Linked DNA regions of Mus musculus: region 2 is linked to region 1. Evidence: chromatin contacts called from public Hi-C data. All regions are on one chromosome and are shown on one strand. Each heading gives the region's core, a stretch centred on a gene start, on an enhancer-like site or on the middle of the called end of the contact. The rest is flanking DNA. Distances are from core to core; before and after follow the strand shown.

Region 1 (4,123 bases), core at 500-2,999:
GAGAGAGAGACAGTGTACTCACATATATAAAATAAACGAATCTTAAAAAAAAAAAAATTAAGATCCTCTTGGAAAATACGGGCAATTTCAAGTGCCCCAAATCTTATCTGCCCAAAAAATTCATTGGAAAAGAGAGCCATCAGCCCAGGAGATTCATTGGAAAGAGAGACATCCAAAATCAGTTTTAAGGAGTGGACTGGAGTGGATTAGGTAACTCCTGGTAGATGTTATTTTATTCCCCCAAATAATTAAAATAACCCAAATGTTGGAATTGTGAGCACAGGGAGATAGCTGGCTGGATTTTGATCATACACAATCCAACTGCACATTGCAATGGCTATTAGTTACCTGAGGTTATTTAACCTTGAGTCACAATTTTAAAATTAAATATTTAACAGCTCAGGCATTGCATGCCTATCATGTGTGCCATAGCCATGCCTGCCTGTGTCTCAGATTAGTGCAAATACAGAATGTTTGTGCTATTAGGCATGCAGAAGGGCCACGCCACTCCTGAGAAGAGCAAGCACATACTAGAGAGTGTTTCAGAACTTAATGATAAAACCGTAAAAGAGCAATCAGCTAGCTTGCTTCTTGGTTCCTTGGCTATTTCCATCTCTGTATCTTTACTTTCTCCTCAGAAAATGTTTCTAAATTGTAACTTTCTCTAAGTCCTCATACTCTTCTCCATCCTGTTTTCTTGTCCTGAACCTCTTCCCTTACTACCCTTTCCAGCAACAAATATACAGATCACATTTATTGATATAATGCACTAACTAACACTTTTTAAAAAATAAAATAAAATTTAACTTGATAGAGTGTTTGGCAGGAGTGCATGAAGGTGGCCTATATGACTAAAATTCCAGACCCAGGAGGTTCAGAAATTCAGCCATCTTTGACCACATCTTGAGTTTGAGGGTCAGCCTGGGCTACATGAAACTGTGACTAGGCGACAGGGAGCGGGGAATAAAGAAACTCGTGGAGTTGAAATAAGCATTGTTTTATTATGCTTTTTAAAAAATACCATAGTAATTAAAGTGGAGACATTTTTAAATTTTATTTTAGATTTTATGCAGAGGAGTGTTTTGCCTGCTTGAGTCTTTGCACCTGCGGGTGTCAGATGGCGCCCACTGAGGCCAGAAGATGGCACAGGCAATGGATCTCCTGGAACTGGAGCAGCGGATGGTTGTGAGACACCTTGTGGGTTCTGGGAAGCGAACCCCAGTTCTTTGAAAAAAACAAAAACAAAAACAAATATTCTTAGAAGCTGAGCCATCTCTCATGCCATCATTGGGACTTTGTTCATTTGTCTTTGTTTTAGGGATCAGAGTCTCACTCAGTAGCCAGTTTGGCCTAAACTTTGTGATCAGGTACTCAGTTTCCCGGCACACGTAAGGGATGTGACTTTCTATGTTTTTCTCCTTGAGTTCATGGTGTTTCCAGAGAAAGGGCCTCTTACCTTGGTAAGATCTCAGTTTGTGCCTCTTGGTCTTCCTCTCAGTGATGACTTCATCCAATTCTTCCAGGTCCGTAAAGCGCGCCAACCCTCTGCCAGCTGCCATCTAGCGGCGGGATCAGGCAAAGACGCCTTCGCCCCCGAGGCTCCCAGCGGTTGCCAGGTAACGGGAACCACGCGCCGCTAAGGAGGAGAGCAGCATGAAGGACGCTCAGGGTCGTAACAACACGGCCTTCCATTGGCTGAAGAGCACCCGGCTCCCGCCTGAGCCAATGCGCAGACGGAAGCTGATGACGAAGTACGCGACTCTTCTTCCCAGGGCTCCTGGGACGTATCTGGAGACCCAGGCTCCTGTCGCACCGCTCTGCGGCCAGGCTGCCTTATGTGCACCCTGCAGCTGCACCTGCTGCTGCTGGTGGTCCTGATGCTTTCTGAGACCGCCCGACCGCAGCCCTCCTCCACAGCCCGGGCTTTCCCCACCTCCTGGGGCCTGGAGCCAGTGACGCCCGAAGTGCCAACCTCAGCTCCTCCGGATTCGTCTGAGAGTCCGACTCCCTGGACTCTATCGATGCCCGTGAACGCGACCACCGACCCCTTTCCAGGTGATGCGGCGGGATACGGGATGGAAATACTGACTTCTCAGATCTAAAATTGTGTAGACAAAATTGCCCTGCCACGTAGCTGGCACTGGGGCTGTCCGCGCGGGAAAACTTTGGGGGAGCTTCATCTCGCTTTTCTTCTTGTACTTACAGCTTTACCGATCTGTGTCTGTGACTTGACTCCGGGTACCTGCGATTTAAACTGCTGCTGTGACAAGGACTGCGATCTTCTCCATCCCAGAACAGTCTTTTCCTTCTGTCTTCCTGGTAGTGTAAGGTGAGCTGCGGTGCTCCTCCGGTGGAGGAGTAAGAGTGAGTTTCCTACCCGCTGTCTCCCGGTCGGATGTCCCCTTGGGCTTTCCTGGGAATGCTGAGCCATCCAGTAAAACAAAACCTGAGTGTTGCACCTCTGCCCAGAGACCCCTCTTATTGGCATCAGACATTGGTGGGGTAAGGCCCCCTTCCCTAGATGTACTCCATGTCTCTCTCTTAAGTATCTTCACCTTTCCTCACAGATCTTCAAGTTGGGTATGTGTGGACAACTCTCTTATGTTCAGGAGCAACTCCCCGTTCCCTTCCAGAGTTTTCACGGACTCCAGTGGAACGACACAGTTTTGTGTCCGTGTGAACAACTGTGAGTAGAAACGAGTTTGACAGCTCTTATCATTGAATGTTTATTGAGATGTGACTTTGTCTTTGGGATTCCCAGCTCTCTTATTTCTTTTAGATTCCCTGTCGCTCACCCCTCTTACCACTACCCTCTTACTTTTAGTTAATAAGAACATTAGTAATTTCATGAGACTCTACCACCTTTAAACTACTGCTCAGCACCTTTAGCCTGGCAATCTGCATTGATTTCTTTCTTTGTGTCCTTCTTTCTCTTTCTTTGTCCGAAAACTTTTCTCTCATGATTTTATTCTGCCCTTTTGTTTTGGACGAATTCATGTCCTTTGTCCTCAAGCTGTGCCTTAAATTTTTCCTAACTTTTATCTGCTTTCCCCCTTGACTCAAGTGGCCCTCTTTTCTCCATTCATTGCGAACATCTTAGCTCTTCTAAGAATCTTCTGTCATCTGCCCAAGTGAGCCCATCCTCAGAAGTTAGTTCTAAGACACTCGTTGTCCTAAGTCATTCCTTAAGAATTTGTAGAGTTCCTTGTATGATTGTCAGTTTATGTGAATATTATGATTTCCTCCAGATAAGCTGTCAGTGCCTTAAAAGGACAAACTGTGGGGCTAGAGAGATGGCTCAGCACTTAAGAGCACTCTCTGTTCTTCCAGAGGACCCAGGTTCAATTCCCAGCACCCACATGGCAGCTCACAACTGGCTGTAACTCCAGCTCCAGGGGATCTGTCATGCTCACACAGACATATTTAAGCAAAACACCAATACACATAAAATAAAAATAAATATATCATTTTTTAGAAAAGAGCAAACTGTATATTTATTCACAGTGGATAAAATGTCTTGATAATAATCACTGGCGGTGAAGGGTGTGCTATTCCTAAGAGGGCCTCTATAGCACTGTGGAGGGGGAAAACTGCAGACCAGCAAGTTGGGGGTTGGGGATCTGCTCCTAGTTTTGCTACCTTACTCTGAGGTCCTTGCAACTACCCTTGCCTCAGAGGATCCAAATTTCCTAAGGGGATGGATGAGATGGTCTGTAGGTTTTTCACGTCCACAGTTATATCAGAGTGTAACTACCTCTAAATTGTTGGCTGATGGTACAGTTGGTGGACACCAACAAGAATATTTATATACTTATATATGAAGTCACATATGAATAATATACTTGTGTATATGAATATAGCCTTAGCTTGTATGTCTGTATTCTGTTCTTATCACTACTTCAACCAATACACCTATACTGAAATGAGGGGGGCAAGTGGTCATCTGTGGGGCTAGAGAGATGGCTTGACCCCTGAGAGCACTGGCTGTTCTTCCAGAGGACCCAGGCTCAATTCCCAGCACCCACATGGCAGCTCACAACTGGCTGTGGCTCTCTCTTCCTGAGAAAAGCTATGAAAAGAGTCCATAGCTGTTGACTCTCTGAGCTCATCTTCCTTCTCCAGT
Region 2 (4,123 bases), core at 845-3,344, 72 kb before region 1:
AGGAGCTTAGCTCTCAGTACCACTGTGTGATAAGGGGATGGGCAGTGGCTGTCTGGTCATGTGTGCTGCTGCTGCTGCTGCTGCTGCTGCTGCTGTGCCCTCATCAAACAGCACCTCCTCCTTCAGACTCCGATATACAGCTTTAGAGCTTTTACCTGTGTTGCTGACTGCACGGGTCGGCCATCCCCATCATCCCCATGGCTTCCCTCACACTCACACACCTCTATTATCATCTGGGCCTGCTGGAGGCTGCCCCCTACCCAGCCAGCTCCCAGTCCAACTTCCTCTGCCAGCAGGTAACTCACTCCTCTCTTTCTTCATTGTCTTCCAACTCAGTGGGGCAAAGAATGCTGGGGCCTGTGGGTGCCTTCCAACAGTGTCTAAGTGGTCCAGCTCTACATTAAATGTGTGCTGAAGGAAAAGCAAGACCCGAGCCCTGTGGAATTTGAAAGGTCACACTGCTATTGCTCTCCAGAACTGCCACTTCCTGGGTCCCTCAAAGACTGGGGAACAAAGTCAGAGTGTTCTTTTCCAGGTCCTCAAACCCTGCTGGTAGCACCATTCTCTACTCAAAACCACAGGGCTCATAGGGGTCTCTAGGCCTCTGAGGTTGGCAAGGACGAAGAGCTGCTGGGGATAGCTGGTGATAAGCATCCTGACAACCAATCCTTGGGTGGCTTTTAGTATCTCCATAAAGTGTGCCCCAAGCCTGCTGTGTTTGTGAGCAGCAGGCGTATCACTAGGCGGCAGGATGTTTCAAGAAGCATCCAGGACTATAAGACACCGGATCTCCTGTCTCCATTTTCCTTTCGTCTATGACACTAAACAATCAAATTACCACTTTTTTTCCTTTTTGAAAAATAAACATGTGTTTCGTTATCTAAAGTATCCAACTCCATTCCTCCCTCAGGAAGGCAGGATATGGTAATCAGAATCAGACAAGAAAACAGTTCACTAGAAAGCTATCTTTTTGTAAAGATCTCCACATCTGTTCCTCCCTACCACAATCAGGACTATCTCGAAAGCGGGTTCCCAATGCAACCACAAGTGTTTGTTATTCTTTTTGCCATGTGATTTGTCCTTAAAATAAATTCAAACATTTTTTTCCCTACCACCAAAATGCCAGGAAAAATATAAATGGGTATTGTTTTTTTCTGAATACCTATGAACTAAGAAGTTCAACAACACTTAGTTGAATTTTCTGGGACTAATGTCAAGTCCTAAAATAGAAGATATAATCTAAAAACTGGACTGTTGGATTGCTCTATAGCTAATATGGGACATGCAAAAGAAAGCCTGGGGGAAAAAATGGATTGCAGCAAGCTGCAACATACGTGTCACTCATGCCAGACCTGAGGGAGGAGTCAGCCTACAGAAAGGAAATAGCAAAGACTGCGTGTTTGCTCTCAACTCCAGGGACAATTTTGCCCGTTTTCTTTGATGTGCTGGCCAGAGACAATGCTGGAGTCTCATGTGAATTCAGCATGAATCACCTTGGGAAATCATAGACAAAGTCTCTGTTTATGCTTCCCACACAGTAAATGGTGACCATTATTCTACTGATCATTGTGAATCAGGGCATTTTCAAGGTAAAAGCAGGTCCAGGGAATGGAAATGTGATGAGAGCAGAAATATTCATAAAACATCACATTTTGATCATCTTGACAGCCTCAGAAAATGTATGTGTGTAAGACACAGTGTTCATACACACACACACACACACACACACACACACACACACACACACACACACACCCTGTAGGCATGCGAATCCTAAGGCTGAAGCAGAGGAGCATGGCCAGCCCATATGGGACTGAGTATCAAGTCAACCAAACATCTACTTCCACCTCCGAGTGCTTATCCTAGGCGTCTGCCCAGAGACTTCACCTCCAAAATAACTACCACCTCGGAAGAACATTTGCGGTCCGGGAGACCAGGGGTTGAAAAGCAGCCTTAGAATTCTAGCTAATCCATTCAGAACTTGCTAAAAGAATGGAAAGGCTGTTGGGAAATGGAGAAACAACAAAGTGGAAGGAGAACAAAGAGGAGATGAACAGACCGGTGGAGTCACTGAGGAGACATGGGCGTGGCTGCCTCTCTTCACATCTTCCTTGCTCACCATCACCTACCCTCCTGTCACCAACAAAGAACTTCCCTCAGTGGCTCTCCAGCATTAGATTGATTTCCCTTTCCCACCCCCACCCCGACCCCCGCCCCACCCCACCCCTGCCCCACCCCATCCCACCCCACCCCTACCCCTAAGGTCATATGAGCAGCTCTTTAAATAGTTAAAACTTTCTGAATGACCAGAAACAAAGTGGTAATTTTTACTTAGCGCTTCCTTGTTAACAGCAGCCACATCCATGTCTTACTACCTCTTTTGACAAGTTCTTCCTTCTATGACATGGTCTCTGGATCTTGCCACACCCTGCAAGACCTGCACAGTTTGTCAATATCTGACTTTGAAAGTGAAACAAAAAGGAGACAGTCTACATAATAAAGCAGAAACTAAAAGGAGACAGACCAGGAACTGAGGAGGGTTCAGTTCTGCACTCAGTAAGTCATGCAAAATGAAGAAACAGACCCTGAATCACAAGGTTCACTTGCTCATAGCAGGACCTCATCATGTAGCCCAGTCTAGAGTTTTTGTTGGTTTTTTAAAAAATTATACTGATCTAGTTAGTTAGTTAGTTAGTTAGTGTTTTATGTGTTGCATGTTGGCACCAGTATGGAGACTGCATGATAACTTTTGCAAAGTCCATTTTCTCCTTCTACCACATGGATCCCAGGGAGTGACCTCAGGTTGTAGACTTGGTACCATCCTACTCTTCCCTCTCCTGGCTGGTCTTGTCCTCACCAGCCTCCTGTCTCAGCATCTTAAGTACTGGGATTCTAGGCAAGAGACACCACCTAGCAATGAGGGATGCCCTGTGTAGTGAGGGAATGCTCTTGTGCAATGAGAAATGCTCTTGTGTGATGAGGGATGCCCTGTGTGATGAAGGATGCTCTTGTGTGATGAGGGATGCCTTGTGTGATGAGGGATGCCCTGTGTGATGAGGGAATGCTCTTGTGCAATGAGAAATGCTCTTGTGTGATGAGGGATGCCCTGTGTGATGAAGGATGCTCTTGTGTGATGAGGGATGCCCTCGTGTGATGGAAACGCTCCATATGGACCTCTTGCTTTGGGATTAGCAGGTTAGAGAAGGCCACCAATTAGCATTCATCCTCCACAGCTCTTCAGATTATCAGGCTATCATCAGGTCAGACCAGCATATTCTAAAGTGAGTGACTAAAAAACAGGAGGGACCAAGACCTCAAGAAGGCAAGCAGCTCCAACTCACAGAATTCCCATCAGCCATCTGTCTTTCATCTTGTCTTAGCCAGCTCTTCCCTGTCCTACAGAAGACAGAGTAAGTTTGTCCTCTAAGGATAAGTCCCATCTAATTCCTGGAATCTATGATAGATTTTCTTCCATTAGGCAGAAGGCATCTGAAACCAGTTGCTCACGTGCCTGTGCTAAATGTCTTGGGATTTATCTCTCTTTTGGAAGGATCCAAGAAAACTTCCTTATCTCAGTCCATTGCCCAGCATACAATGGGATATACAACCAACATTCTGTCTGGTTACCCAGGTCCCTGCCCATCTTTCAATCCCACCCTCGGACCCAGAGCTTAACCTTAAATGCGTATGAAATCGGTAGGGTGACTTCTCCCACTGGTTTCTGTTCACTAAGTCCCCCTAGAGTCTGAATTCAGTTTCCAGAATCCGTGAGAACAATTCCTCTGCCCCAATAACTTGGACACAAACCAAGACAGTAATTCCCAGATGAGCCTGTAGCTGGACCCCACACCTTAGCTCAAAAGCCTTTGAATACAAGCAGTCATGGCCTGGACCAAGCATGGCTTTGTTCCTGTCCCTTGGACATTATAATCTGAAATGCCCAGGGCAACTTCCTCATACTCTCTCGCATATGCAAAGAGTTTCAGGCACAATTCATGGCTATAAATATTCTATTGAGAACACTAACAACAAAGAAGGGAAAAAATACAGAGAGCAAACACCAAAAGCCCATGGAGAGTTTAGTCCGGCGATAAACAGTTCTAAAAAGTACTGAAGTCAGAGC

Evidence for each region. A called contact is a pair of places that touch in the nucleus more often than the background predicts.
Region 2: a Hi-C map of bone marrow-derived macrophages shows a contact between it and region 1, with 88 read pairs. The contact joins the enhancer-like site here to the promoter of Tctn3 in region 1. A contact is called at or near these places in 5 of 39 promoter capture datasets (cranial neural crest, macrophages, neural stem cells and 2 more), 1 of 15 datasets of contacts at CTCF or cohesin (CD8 T cells), 15 of 484 Hi-C or Micro-C datasets (CD4 T cells, CD8 T cells, ECoMG-derived neutrophils and 9 more), 18 of 115 datasets of contacts at active chromatin or transcription factors (CD8 T cells, bone marrow-derived macrophages, cardiomyocytes and 11 more) and 5 of 9 other capture datasets (adipose tissue, bone marrow-derived macrophages, liver and 2 more).

Annotation. Positions count from the first base shown.
Region 1 is chr19:40,609,857-40,613,979 of GRCm38.p6, reverse strand. Tctn3 (tectonic family member 3) reads left to right here and starts at 1,749. Exons shown (of 14, transcript NM_026260.3): 1 at 1,749-2,055; 2 at 2,206-2,329; 3 at 2,568-2,686. The coding sequence starts at 1,836. It also overlaps a transcript of Entpd1 not described here.
Region 2 is chr19:40,682,627-40,686,749 of GRCm38.p6, reverse strand. All of the region lies in intron 1 of Entpd1 (ectonucleoside triphosphate diphosphohydrolase 1), which reads right to left. Among named protein-coding and RNA genes, the nearest start is that of Entpd1, 25 kb to the right of the region's middle. Within about 2 kb of position 2,094, at least 81 of the 459 cell types and tissues checked have an H3K27ac peak or open chromatin away from gene starts, as enhancers often do. A contact at or near this core is called in CD8 T cells, ECoMG-derived neutrophils, adipose tissue and 7 more, where this site is marked.